Linked DNA regions of Mus musculus: all the other regions are linked to region 3. A link is a contact called in public ChIA-PET and HiChIP or PLAC-seq data. All regions are on one chromosome and are shown on one strand. Each heading gives the region's core, a stretch centred on a gene start, on an enhancer-like site or on the middle of the called end of the contact. The rest is flanking DNA. Distances are from core to core; before and after follow the strand shown. Region 1 overlaps Nck1 (non-catalytic region of tyrosine kinase adaptor protein 1). Region 2 has its middle 9.4 kb from the start of Gm28166. Region 3 holds the start of Armc8 (armadillo repeat containing 8).

Evidence for each region. ChIA-PET counts read pairs in DNA pulled down with a chosen protein or histone mark. HiChIP or PLAC-seq counts read pairs in DNA pulled down with a chosen protein or histone mark.
Region 1: an RNA polymerase II ChIA-PET map of memory CD8 T cells shows a contact between it and region 3, with 5 read pairs. The contact joins the enhancer-like site here to the promoter of Armc8 in region 3. A contact is called at or near these places in 3 of 39 promoter capture datasets (the 3T3-L1 cell line, the HPC-7 cell line and liver) and 1 of 115 datasets of contacts at active chromatin or transcription factors (memory CD8 T cells).
Region 2: an H3K4me3 HiChIP or PLAC-seq map of embryonic stem cells shows a contact between it and region 3, with 5 times the contacts expected there. The contact joins the enhancer-like site here to the promoter of Armc8 in region 3. A contact is called at or near these places in 2 of 39 promoter capture datasets (the 3T3-L1 cell line and hippocampal neurons) and 3 of 115 datasets of contacts at active chromatin or transcription factors (astrocytes and embryonic stem cells).

The regions. Positions count from the first base shown.
Region 1 is chr9:100,520,080-100,524,671 of GRCm38.p6, reverse strand. All of the region lies in intron 1 of Nck1 (non-catalytic region of tyrosine kinase adaptor protein 1), which reads left to right. Among named protein-coding and RNA genes, the nearest start is that of Gm46139, 18 kb to the left of the region's middle. Within about 2 kb of position 2,396, at least 23 of the 459 cell types and tissues checked have an H3K27ac peak or open chromatin away from gene starts, as enhancers often do. A contact at or near this core is called in the HPC-7 cell line and memory CD8 T cells, where this site is marked.
Region 2 is chr9:100,438,394-100,442,650 of GRCm38.p6, reverse strand. No RefSeq gene overlaps it. Among named protein-coding and RNA genes, the nearest start is that of Gm28166, 9.4 kb to the left of the region's middle. Within about 2 kb of position 2,335, at least 110 of the 459 cell types and tissues checked have an H3K27ac peak or open chromatin away from gene starts, as enhancers often do. A contact at or near this core is called in astrocytes, where this site is marked.
Region 3 is chr9:99,566,888-99,571,645 of GRCm38.p6, reverse strand. It overlaps Armc8 (armadillo repeat containing 8), which reads left to right and starts at 2,747. Exons shown (of 22, transcript NM_028768.3): 1 at 2,747-3,044. The coding sequence starts at 3,000.

The sequences.
Region 1 (4,592 bases), core at 1,147-3,646, 950 kb before region 3:
GAGCTAAACTCTGGTTCTTTGCAAGAATGATGTATGCTCTTAACTGTTGAGTTGTCTTGCCAATCCTGGAATTTATATTAAAAAGTGTTTTTAGTAATTCTTTCAGAATTTCATACATTGTATTTTGAACATTTTCATCCCTCTTGCACATCTCCTCCCATACCCACAAGCCATATCCACCCAACTTTGTGTCTTCACCTTTTTTTTTTTTTAAACCCATGAAGTCATGTTAGTACTACCTATCTACTACACTGAGTTATATGGCCTTCCACTGGCACTAGTTAGACCACCTAGGGGCCACATCCTTAAAACTAAAACCACCCTTTCCTGGTAGCTGTCATTTACCAATAGTTCCTCAATAGGTTTAGGACTTTGTGTCCCTCCCCTCCACATTGAGATTTTGTTTGGCTTGAGCTTGTGCAGATCTTGTGCGTGTTGTTACGACTGCCATGAATTCATATGCAGCTGCCATATTGTGTCTGGAAAACCAGTTTCCTTGTATATTGCCTCTGGCTTTTGCAGTCTTTCTGTCCCCTCTTCTTCCATAACCCTTGAGCCTTGGTGAGATAGTAAGTCTGAGGTTAGGGTATCAGCAGAGTTCTTGAGAGCCTCCTCTTCTGTATGTTAACTTTCCTCCTGTCTTGGGCTTCTGGATAACTGCTTTCTCTTTAAGTGAACCAAACTTCTCTTACAGGAACACCAGTCATACTGGATAAGGGCCTGTTGGTAAACTCATTTATCTCATTTACATTCTGAAGCTACCCAGATAGCCATATTCTAAGGTGCTGGGGCTTGGATTTCAACATAGGATTTGTGTGTGTGTGTTGAGGATTGTCTCCAGCTTTACATGTGAAATTTTAAGTAGAAGTAATTCAGTGTTCCTTGTTGGTAAATTTGTTCTTGTTTTGAGATGGGTCTCTTTTAACTCATCCTGGCTTTAAACTAAGGATGATCTTGGATCCTCTGTCTCTACCTCCCCAGTTCTGGAACTACAGGCATGTGCTACTACATCTGGTTTTATGTGGTGATGATGATTGAGCTCAGCAGAGCTTCATGCTCTAGGCAGGCGATATACCCAGAGCTACATCCTTGACCCCATCAGTTATTTTTATCTCATTCAGAACACTTTAAAATGGATGTAGTCAATTGTGATTCTATTTTGTTTCTTAGCCATCCAGTAACCTAAGGATTAGGGTAATAACTCTTTAACTAATAACTAATGTCTTATATTAATGCAATTCTTTGTTATACATTTTCACAGTTTGTATTATAATTGTATGATTGTAATTTACTTTAGCAAGATTGTTTACTATTTTACTGGTTGCTCCTTTAGTTATTATAAAACATAATCCTCTCTTCAGATTCCAGAATTGGTATGTTCTTTTATTTATTGTTTTTTATGTGCATTGGTGTTATTGCCTGCATGTCTGTCTGTCTGTGTGTGAGAGGATGTCAGGACTGGAGTTAGGGATAGTTGAGAGAAGCCATGCAGAAGCTGGGTCCTTTCTGTGGCAGAGCAGCCCCTGAGCCATCTCTCCAGCCCGAGAGGATGTAATCTTGGGTAAATTTATTTTAATTCAGAGAGGATAGAAAGTAAGATTTTGTGATGACTGACAAAATCATCATATAGGGAATGTGTTACTCTTGTGTTAGTCTAAGGCGTGTATAAATGAGTTGAAGAAACAGGAGTTTCACTAGAATTCCTTTTATTAGCAGAATACTTGATTTCTCTTCCTTTGTTTTCAGAACTTGGTTTGTTCTCCTAGTGTACATTTATTCAGTTAATATTTGTTGAATGAACAAGTGAATTTTATATGCACAATACCCTTTTACTTTTTCATCTTTCTTGTTTTCTCATCTTGGTTATGTATCCAAAGTAATCATTCAAACCTGAATAAAATATGATAAAATTGTTCCCTATCTTTAAAAGAACCTAATCGTGCTGAGCATGGTGATACAGGTCTAAAATTTCTGCATTTGGGATTGGAGGTAGGAATATCAGTAGTTCAAAGCCAAGATCATCCTCACCTATATAGTGAGTTTTAAGGCCAGCCTGGGCTACATGTGATTACAACTGACCAAACAATAAGAAAATAAAACCAAACCAAACTCAACAAAACAACTTGATTTAATCCTCTATTTCTGATGTGCTTCTAATTTTTGTTTTGTAAGTAGTAGAGTGTTTCATTAGTTAGAATATTTAGCAATATAAACTATATGATGTTGTGGCTTAAAATGTTGATTACAGTAATCTTGTAAATTTCCTTCTCTTTATGCCTGCTGTAGCATATCAAAGTTATTGTTGATTTTTCTCCTTTCATAGTTCACTGAGAGATTGTAACCCATCTAAACTTCCTGACTTAGTTACTTGGGTACTGTTACTTAGCTGATTCTTATCAGAAACAGGAAATTGTCAAGTGATGAGTTAAAGCACAGCAGACTGTATGTGTAACTAGCATGGTAGATTTCCCTGTAGATGTCCCCCCCCCCCTTCCTCCGCCACTAGTTGTTTTCAGACAGGAACATCTAACTTGCCAAAAAAGGGTCCCATTGCTCATGACCTATGCCAATGGCAAACATTCTCCTTCCTCAGCGTTTCCTGGTTAGATGGTTTGATAGCCTTTCTTTGAGACAGGGTCTCATTGAGTAGCCCTGGCTGTCCTGGGACTTTCTATATAGACCAGGTTGGTCTTGAATTCAGAGATCTGCCTGTGTCTCTTTTGAGTACTGGGGTTAAGGGCATTTGAGATCACAAGTGACTGTCTTGACAAACTTAATATTAGGTGTTCTTAATTAATTTATAGAAATAGGTGAAGTATAGATATTTTGGTCTGGTGTACTCATTGATTTAGATTTGTAGTTGACTAAGGGATCTATAAAGACAAGGCAATTTTATAATAGTAGGATGCTAGTTTCTCTTTTACTATGAATATTTAGTTGTCTCCAAATTTGATGGCTGTCACAAAAAGTATGAACAGTTGGAAGGTATATAAAATTTAGTGAGTATTGAATAACAATATAAGATTATGTATGTGGGAGACTGATTCTGTGTTTTAAGTCATCTTGGTAGCTGTTTGGTTCCATACTTAGTTGATTTACATACAGTAAAGCCCTTTTTGGTGTAACTAAGTATTAAAATACAAGCCAGTCAAAGAGACAGGCATAATTATATTGGAAAGAATAGGGGTCTAATTAAAAGAAAATCTCTCCTCAAAGTGCTTGTAGCAGTCCAGTGTTAAACGGGAAAAGAAACACAGGCAAGGACTGGGGGTTTTCATTGAGGCAATCCAGGCCCTCTATGCTTCAGACCATTCATTATCTGAGGTACAGACAGATAAAGCTATGTGGTTGCTTTTGCTTTAAAATGTTTATTTAACCTGTTGTTGAGTTCCAAGGTAAGTAAATTTGTGAGTGAGTGTGTTTGTGTGTGTGCTCCTCAGAAGCTGTCCTGAGGAGTTTATGACAGCACCTTTTACCAATCTGGAATGCACTAATTGCACTAGGCTGGCTGACCCTGGAGATCTGCCTTTGTCTCTGCCTTCCCAGAGCTGGGATTACAAGTACACCACCATTTCCATTTCTGCTTTTTCTTTTTACATGGGTTCTGTGGTTTGAACTCAGGTCCTCATGTCTGCAGGAGGCAAACTATGTTTAGAGCTCTCTCCCTCTCCACTACTATTCCATTTCTATGAGAATTGGCCCTATCATCTCCCCACCCCCTCATCCCAGATCCCTCTTAGAGCACTGTATTATCTAGTTAGCTGTTTATTGCTGTGTTTGTACATAGATTCAGTTAAGGACACTTGGAAGCATGTAATTAAAAAGGAGCATGCTGATGTCCTGGAAAGGAATTCCAGTAGCAGAACACAGGAAGGCACCAACATTGGGACACAGCTAATAGCGCCACCTGGTGGAAGTATAGGTGAATGTTTAAGAACTCCTTTCACGTGAATTTTCCTAGTTTTTGTTTTCTCTTGGGAGTGCTGAGAGTTCAGTTCAATTTTGACTTTACTTCCCTCTTGCCAGTCATCCTGTGCTTTGATCCCTCTTAGTGAGATAGGCATGTTCCTGTAGATAATCTTAACTCATGTTGTGTGGGGATGTGATATGGACAGTAGTATGTGTTTAAAAAAAAAAGCAAATTTTAGCTAAATTTGATAGATGAGGTTTAGAAAACTTAGGCTAAGTTTAAGCAAAAGGGTGTTGAACAGAGGGTGTAGCCAGGTGTGCATGCCTTTAATCCCAGCACTTGGGAGACAGAGACAGAAAGCACTCTGGAAATTCAAGGCAAACCTGGTCAGCGAAGCAAGAACTACATAATAGAGAAACCCTGCCTCAGAACAAAACAACAAATAATAGGCCATAGTTACAAGTTAATATTGAGAGTGCTGGAGAGATGGTTCAGAGGTTAAGAACACTGCCCTTCCAGTCTGAGTTCAATTCCTGGCAACCACATGGTGGCTCACAACCATCTGTAATGGGATCCGATGCCCTCTTGTGGTGTGTTTGAAGACAGCAACAGTGTACTCACATAAAATAAATAAATCCTTTTTTAAAAATAAGTTTAGTTCTGTCAGAACATTTAAGAGAAT
Region 2 (4,257 bases), core at 1,086-3,585, 870 kb before region 3:
GTTCTCTCTGTCTTCCATGGCTCACTCCTGCACCCAGTGGGCCAGCTCTAGCCTGGCTGTTCTCTCTGTCTTCCATGGCTCACTCCTGCACCCAGTGGGCCAGCTGTAGCCTGGCTGTTCTCTCTGTCTTCCATGCCTGTAAACCATTCAGTGATGCCGATGGAGACTCTTCCCCAGCATCCTGGGCAGCTCAGCCTTTCTATGACGTTCTCTGCGGAGCCTAGTCGGTCTAGTAAGAGTCCTGCCAAAGTTCTAGCCCAGGTCTCTACTGTTTCTCGTCTCTGCTTCTTATCCCAGGCCTCTGCCTCTTCAGGAGAATAGTAGTGCATTTGAGTCTAATCTCAGCCATATTCCTTAGAATTTTAACTACGTTTGCCTCCTCATGGCCACGGTGGTCATCCCATCCAAATATTAACCAGGCTTCATCCTGCTTAGCTTCAGGCTGGGGTGTGATCATGTGGTATGGCTAAAGTTCAGGGGCTTTTTACCTCTGATTTTCTACTTCATAGACCCTTGTCATTCTTTCTCTTCCTCTGGCCTGAGGACCCTCAGTTTACAGAACTTTCCTCATCTTCCATAGTTGACTTATCCAAACAGTGATCATCATCTCTACCTTTAAGGATATTTTGAATAGCTAACCCTAAGCGTGTGTCTCAGCTTGCAATGCATGTATCCATGCAGTATTATACCATTTATTTATTTTTTTTAAACATTTTTTATTTTATTTTATTTTTTTTATTAGGTATTTTCCTCGTTTACATTTTCAATGCTGTCCCAAAAGTCCGCTATACCCACCCCCCAATCCCCTACCCACCCACTCCCCCTTTTTGGCCCTGGGGTTCCCCTGTACTGGGGCATATACAGTTTGCAAGTCCAATGGGCCTCTCTTTGCAGTGATGGTCGACTAGGCCATCTTTTGATACATATGCAGCTAGAGTCAAGAGCTCCGGGGTATTGGTTAGTTCATAATGTTGTTCCACCTATAAGGTTGCAGTTCCCTTTAGCTCCTTGGGTAATTTCTCTAGCTCCTCCATTGGGGGCCGTGTGATCCATCCAATAGCTGACTGTGATCATCCACTTCTGTGTTTGCTAGGCCCCGGCATAGTCTCACAAGAGACAGCTATATCTGGGTCCTTTCAGCAAAATCTTGCTAGTGTATGCAATGTATACCATTTATTTATTTGTATGCTTACATGTGTGTGTGTACAAGCATGAGGGTATGCATGTTACAGAACATGCATGGAACTCAGAGAACAGCTTATGGGGATTGGCTCTCTCCCTCCAATTTGTGGGTTCTAGGGATGAAACTCAGTCCGTCAGGTTTGGTGACAGGCACCTTTACCCGGTGAGCCATCTCAGTGGCCCTGTCAAACAGACTAACCACACAAGCAACAACAAAAAACAGCCAATAAAGCAAGTGGAGGGTGAGGAGACCTGTAACAATACCTTCTTCAAAATAAGAGTGACAAGAAATGATGATAAGGCTGGGTCTGATAGCACACACCTTTAATCTCAGCACTCAGGAGGCAGAGGCTGGCAGATCTCTTTGAGTTCCAAGCCAGCCTGGGGAGTAAGTGTGAGGCTGGCCAGGGCTGCAGAGTGAGACCTAATCTTAAAGAAAGAAAAGAAAATGAATGCTAATGAGGAATGTCAGCTGGATTTGGTCCCCACATGTTCCTCAAGGCAGAGTCATGGGACTTGTTCACGAACCACTCATAATGGCGGTCGGTGTCTGCTCACCTCATTCATTAGTGTGTCTGGCTTGCCGTGCCGACCTTGCAGCTGCTCACTGTAGATGCTGGGTGAATGAAGCTGTTCACACACCACGTTCTGGACAAGGGGATCTAAAGTTGTCCAGATTTCTGTCTGACAATTTTTAGCTCTCAGAATACAGGGAAAGAAGAGGTTTTTGTTTGTTTGTTTTAAAGATGGCTACTTGCTACTTACTAATGAAGGGAGACAGATCTTGAGCAAGTCTTGAATTATGTCATAATGAAAACATACAATAGTAGACGATTAGATAATTGTTCCTTACTCATTTTTTTCTTTCTTTCAATCCGGAGTTGAACTTAGGGCCTCACACATGCGGGGCCAATGAGTCACCACTGAGTTATGTCATCAGTCCTCTTACTAAAAATGTTTTTAAAGAATGAGAACTATACTATCGGGGTGATATGTCCCTCCCTGAATGAAGGCCCCACCCGGAATCTTCCAGGTGACCATCAGAGACTCCTTTGTCCTATAAAGAGATTCAACACAGAGGCTTACATCTTGGATGGTGGAAAACAGACTGCCTCTGCCTGTGACTCATGTTGGCAAAAAGAGAAGAGGAACTGAGTTTCAGAGTCCCTGCAAGTAGCAGGGGAGGGATCTTGCCGGCAACACACTCTCTGTGTTCCCTGTGTGCTGGAGGCTCTCCAGCTGGCCACAGCCTGGCTTTTCAAGAGGCAATTAGGATGCGAAGCCTGGTTGCAAGCTTGTTCGTGCACAGAGCTCTGCTCACCTCTGTCCCTTCGACCCTGCCTGGGCCCATTCTTGAGTGTGAAAGTTCTGATTGTTATCTCCGTTACAGAATCCCATTCTTTGTCTGTTCTCCTCTGCCTTCACCCTCAGTTTCTTTGAATGTCCTTTCATGGGACGACTTGATCTGCTCCCACAGAAATGCAATTATCAGAAATCAACCTCTCTCACCCATTTCCGCCCTAAGCAGCTTTTGCCCACTGGTGAATTTCACATTGTACTGAGAAAGTCAGCAACTAATACTAATAATAATAAAATATGTTTGTATTTTTAGATGACTTTTTCCACCGGGGACTCCCTGGCGAGAGCAGGGCGCTGGGCAGAATGACGGGGTGTATGAGCCGGAAATAGAGAGCCAGAAGAGGCCTGGCCAGCTGAAGGCTTTTCTTGACAGCTAATTTCCATTTTTTGGTATCAAGGGGTCTGTGCCAGTAATTGGCATGCAGATTGTGTCTGATGGGCCTGTTATACAGAATAAAGGAATCTGCTAGTTAGAATAAGCCAACCCCAGGCTGATGGATGGGGCATAAGGAGGTCATTGCGAAAGAGAAATTGTGTGTGTGTGTCCCTGTGCGTGCGTGTGTTTCACAAGAACCCATGCCCCTCCTCCCCCTCTTTATCCAGCCAACTCTAATCTTTCATATTGCACTGAGACAAATGTCACTCCATTTCTTCCCCTCTCTCTGTTTTTCCTTGAAGGGATATTTGATAGAACCTACTCTAGGTTTTTTAATAAAGTATGGGGGCAAAGGAGAAATTAAAGCGGTGTCATGGTTTGTTAACAGCTCAGGATCATCCAAGGATGGGCCCAGGCTACAAATTATACTCTGGAATTAATTGGTAAGAGATAGTTCTCCTGTCCATCACTCTTAATCCGGCAGCTGTGGGATACCAACAGGAAAACGTGCGTGGACGTCGGAGTCCTCTTGGCTTTGTCTAAGTCAGTGCACTGGTCAGTCGGTTGTTCCCTTCATGATGTAGGCACGTGCTGTTGGCTGTTTCTGTTTAGGTGAACTAACTGGTGCTGGGGCTCCTTCTAAGGAGGATGTTCCGGGAAGGAGGATGTTCCGGGATGCTGTGGGCCACAGGAGTAATTAGCTAGACTTCCAGGGGAATAGAAGCTAAAAGAGAAGCTAGCTTTCTTTTTTCACAGCTCTGAAAATCAAAACCACAAGATCAACTGTGGTTGATACAATATCTGTGTTTTGAACAGACTACTGTGTCTGGGCTAAATGTCCAAGAATTACCTTATTTATTTATTTATTTATTTATTTACTTACTTACTTACTTACTTACTTACTTACTTATTTTCTCCGTGTAGCTCTGGGTGTCCTAAAACTCTCTGTATTAAGCAGACTAGCCTCAAACTCAGAGACCTACCTGCTTCTGCCTCTTGAGTGTTGGGATTAAAGGTGTATACACACCACTGTCCAATTAAGAATTATTTAAGGACTGGAGAGATGGCTCAGTGGTTAAAAGCACTGACTGCTCTTCCAGAGGTCCTGAGTTCAATTCCCAGCAACCACATAGTGGCTCATAACCATCTGTAATGGGATCTGATACCCTCTTCTGGTGTGTCTGAAGATAGCTACAGTGTACTCACATACATAAAATAAGTAAATAAATCTTTAAAAAAAAGGAATTACTTTTAAAAGAGGCAGAATCAGGTAGTTTCTGCCTACTTGCCTATGGTTCCCTTTCTCACACAGTAGCAGATAAAATTAACTCATTCTTGGC
Region 3 (4,758 bases), core at 1,498-3,997:
ATGCCTCCACAGGATACAGCTATAGGGCAGTTTCTCAATCAGTGATCAGTGGGGGAGGGTTCAGGCTATTGTGGGTGGTTTCATCCCTGTGCTGGTGGTCCTGGGTTCTACAGGGAGCAAGCTGAGCAAGCCATGGAAGCAAGCCAGTAACCAGCACCCCTCCATTCCCCCCTGCATCAGCTCCTGCCTCTCAGTTCCTGCCCTGTTTTGAGTTTCTATCCTGACTTCCTTCAGTGATGAAAAATGATATGGAAGTGTAAGCTAAATAAACTCTTTTCTCCTCAAGTTGCTTTGGTCATGGTGTTTCATTGTAGCAATAGAAACCCTAACTATGACAATTGTCATTTTTTAGGAGTTCTGGAGCATTGTCCTTTGGGCCTAACATGGCCCTTGCTGTCTTACAACTATCATAGCTTTAGTTACCCACAGCAGACCCTCAACAAAAGTGTGCCCACTGACCTTCCCTTATAGAGGGGAGAGAGGGCTCAAGAAGTGCTCAAGACAGTGCAGAAGTGTCTCACAAGGCTGGTCCATGAGTAAATAGAAACAGTTAACAAGTGTTAAGAGTGTTGTGAGTAAATTGTCCTCTGAGCCAAGCATTTGACATCTAGGCATTATTCTGTGCCAGCTTGTAATAGATCATCCCAGCTGGGATGTTGAGGACTCTTTCTCTCTTTCTCTCTCTCTCTCTCTCTCTCTCTCTCTCTCTCTCTCTCTCACACACACACACACACAGACCGGGATGGGCACAGAGAGAGGCAGTCAGAAAGACAGAAAGTTAATTGCCAAAGGGAAATCCTCAACTAATAAAATGGTGGACACATGTTCCAGCCTCAAGATGGATAATCCAGCATGATGTTCTATTTATTTCTCAGAGGCCCTTGAAGAATATAGAATGATCTCAATAGCAAACTCTTATATAGATTTTGTTCCACCCCCCTCCTTTTAGATTCACCAATTATGTTCCCTGGAAGTACTTCCCAAATAACCTGCCTATACTTCTATCTTGTCCCAGGCTGAAACAAAGCAAAAAGTGGTTATTCAACAAACATTTAATACATGCCTATGGTAGGCATTAAGATAAAAAAAAAACCAAGATGATAAAATTTTTGTAGTCTCCCTGAAATGACTAGTATAAAGTTACTTTTCCCAAACCTCTATAATCAACACACACACATACACAAACACACATATATAAAGCAATATATTGTTAGAGATATTATGTTACAGGAACATACTGATGCCTGAAATTAAGGAATCATGATGCAGGCTGGGGAGATGTTTCAAAATGTAAAACCTCTTGCCACTAAATCTGATGATTTGACTCTGATCCTTGGACCTCTAAGATGAAACGAGAGAACCTGCTTCCTAAGCTGTCCTCTGGCCAGGACATGTGTGAATCCACATACACACACACACACACACACACACACAATAAATAAATAAATGAAAAATCATTTTAAAGAAAATATATGGAGTTGGGAGAGTCACCTAGTTCTTCCTCGAGGGAGGGGTTTCCTAGAAGATGTATTGCCCGAGTTTCTGGGTGAGGTATAGCTCACACATATAGAGACTATTGTACAATTGTCAATGCTTTTGTGTGCTATATACAATTACAATTTGCCTGGTTGTAGCAGGCATACTAGGACGTGATTTTAGGTGTTACATGGGTGGACAGATGAACATTTAAATGTATTTATGAATGGTAATATGTACTAGAATAAAAAAGAATACAACACATTTGATTTCACAGACTTGATTTAGGACAAGGCTAACAATCTTAAATGGGCTCAATCTGGCTTTAAATAAAATTACTGAATGAGTAATAATTCCTGTGTAAAGAGTGGGAAAGACTGTAGTTACAGAGCTTAGGATATACCGCTACAGCACCAGGGTTCTCTTAAACTTCCAGGCTTTCAGAAGTGCAACACTTTGTAAGAGACTTATAAGCAAGGGTGATAAGTGATACAATAAATGTAGACATTAAAGTACAGGAGGAAATGAGAAACAATGGGAGAGATATGCTTTTACTTAAAGAGCACTGGGAGGTGAGTGGAGTTGAGGTAACAACCTGAATTAGGGATGGCTTTACTTTCAGAATATTTTAGTAGGAAACATTCACATAGTTTAATTCTCCATCCCCCATTTGACCTAAAGGCTGGAAATAATTCTAACACACAGACAACGTAAGGCTTTCCACATTCCAGGCATTTTTGTTGTTGTTGTTGTTGTTTATTGGGCCATTTATTCTCATTAGTCCTTATTTTACAGTCGGGAGAAGTGAAATAAATATAAAGAGGCTAAGAACCTTTCCAAAATATTGGCACTAACGAAAAGCAGCTAGGATTAAATCCAGGCGTCCTGGCTGTGGAGAACCCGTTCTTACCAATATACCAGAGTAAGTGGGTCGGGCACGCAACGCTAAATAAAGCAGGTCATAGTTAACTGTTGAAGCGTGAGGCGATTTTCATTGCAGGCAGAAGACCTAGTTTTGAGACCAGTTTCTCCAGCTTTAAGAGGGAGAGAATACTGAAACTAGGGAATGGTGTAGAGTGAGATAATGAATGTGAAAGTGAACTTCAGACTCCGTAGATAGTAACTCCACCTACTAGCGGTTAGGAAAGAAAACCTGTAAACTGAAATTTAAGAGTGCGGACAGCTCGTCGAGCCAGGGTGAGGCTCCGCCCCCCACCCGCGGAAGGTGGGGCAGGCAGGCTTCTGCGCATGCGGAGGCCGCTGCCCGCGCCCACCTCTGACCCCAGCCGAGAGTAGCTGCTGTTTCTGAGAGGACGATTCGTAAGCCGGGGTCCGGCGCGGTTTCCCAATCCCTCGCCCTTCTGCCCAGCCCCTTCGGTGCTCGAGCGACGCCTGGGGCGCGGTCTGTTCTGGGCAGCTTGCCTGGGCTTTCTACAGAGGCTCCGGCTGCAGGTCACATAGGTGGCTGTCGAAAGTGCCGGCCGCGCGCCGGCGCCGGCAGCAGCCGGGTGGGAAGGCTCAAGATGGCGTGCCTGTTGGAGACCCCAATCCGCATGAGCGTCCTCTCGGTGAGTGACCCGCCCGGCGCGGGGCAACCCCGGTCCTGCCCACAGCATTACCCCGGCGCCCTGAGCCTCCCGAGCACCACCCACTGCGGTGGCCTCAGCTGGGATGCACGCGACCCGGGCCGAGTCGGAGGCGTCTCCTACTCGAGAGCTCCCACCGGTGCGGGTTCCCAGGACGGCGGCCGTTCGGCCGGCGGGGAGGTCGGGCTCCAGGCAGCCGGCCCATGGGCGCGGCTTGGGTTTGGCCGAGCCTTCTCCCGTCTTCCTCCCTGCGCTGTTGCTTCTCGGGACGGAGCTCGCTGCCTGCGAGGGTTCAGGACAGGCCTGGAACCTAGAGTCCACTTCGCTCTCCAGGGCTGTGGCTAGAAGAGGTGCGAACTCTTAAGCTGCCACAGCACAGAGCTGCCAGACCAGGGCTGTGCGTCTTCTGTCAAGTCCCTACCACCAGGGCACCTGCCAACACCGCTTGCTTCTTGGCAATGGAGGTTTTCACATCAGCTGCAACTCGCGCTATTGTGTATGGTTATTTAAACCGCTTTGCTGTGCTCTGCTGTTGAGGTCCGGGCTCCGAGACTAGAGAAACTATGTTTCTAATGTCCGGTGTTTGATTTTTCTTTAGGGAGAGCAAAACATTTTAGGAGGGACCAAAAAGTCGGAATGAAAAAGAATAGGTTCCCCCAGTATTTGAAAGAAGGGAACGTATTGATATACCTAGAAGAAATATCAGGGTTTTTTTTTTCTTAAATTAAAAAGAAACAACAAAAAGCAAAGAAGGCGACTTTCGCCTTCCGCTATAATGTCCTTTAAACAAACAAACAAAAACAAAAAACAGGACCAGGAATGAAATGAACAAGAATGAGTGTTGTTGGGAGATAACTCTGGGAGGTTTGACCACAGATTTTAGCAGTTGGACTCCAAATAGAGCCTACCAATGATTCAGTTGTTGTTGGAAGTAAAGAAATAGGCGGGCAAAGAATCATCTTTTAGACCTGTGGAGACTTACCGAGATGGCAGTTGGATTATAGATGGCTTGTCAGATTCCCTATAGTCTTGCAACTCCAACCGGTTTCTTTCCTCTTCCCTGACTCTCACACAAACACACTTTTGTGTTCAAAGGCACTAGGTACATCACTCCAGTCAGGGCTGGTTAGAGCCATGCTGGCTACCCAAAAAGACAGAAGTCACTCTACAGTGCAAAATGCAATTTTGGAAGACGGTCAACAAATCTAGCCCCAGATCCGTCTTACTAAACTGTTTACTTAAACTGCAACTGGAGAAGTACTTTCTGTCCAATTACTGATCACATTAGCTCATTATTTCACTTTATATTGTCCATGAATGTTTAGTGGGAGAATAAACCGATGACTTCTCTCTTTGCATTAAAAGGAGAAAAGAATGTATCGTAACTGCTCAGTTTCTTTCTGATTGTGCCATTTAGGTTGCACTTATCCTATAGTTCACCTGAAAAGACGTGTGCGAGTGCACATACACACACATAGGTGATCAATCCCAGACCTTTGAGCACGCTTGAAAAATGCTGTTCCAAAATATTGCTCTGGCCTCACGTGTGGTTTCTTTGCCTTTTGTATATTGTCAGCTTGTATAGTGGATATAGTTGAAAACTTCATTTGTCTCACACTCCCAATAAATGATTATGTTCTGTTTATTTCACTCGAAAACTTGTTGAAGAATATTTTCCATTTTGAGTTAGACTTTT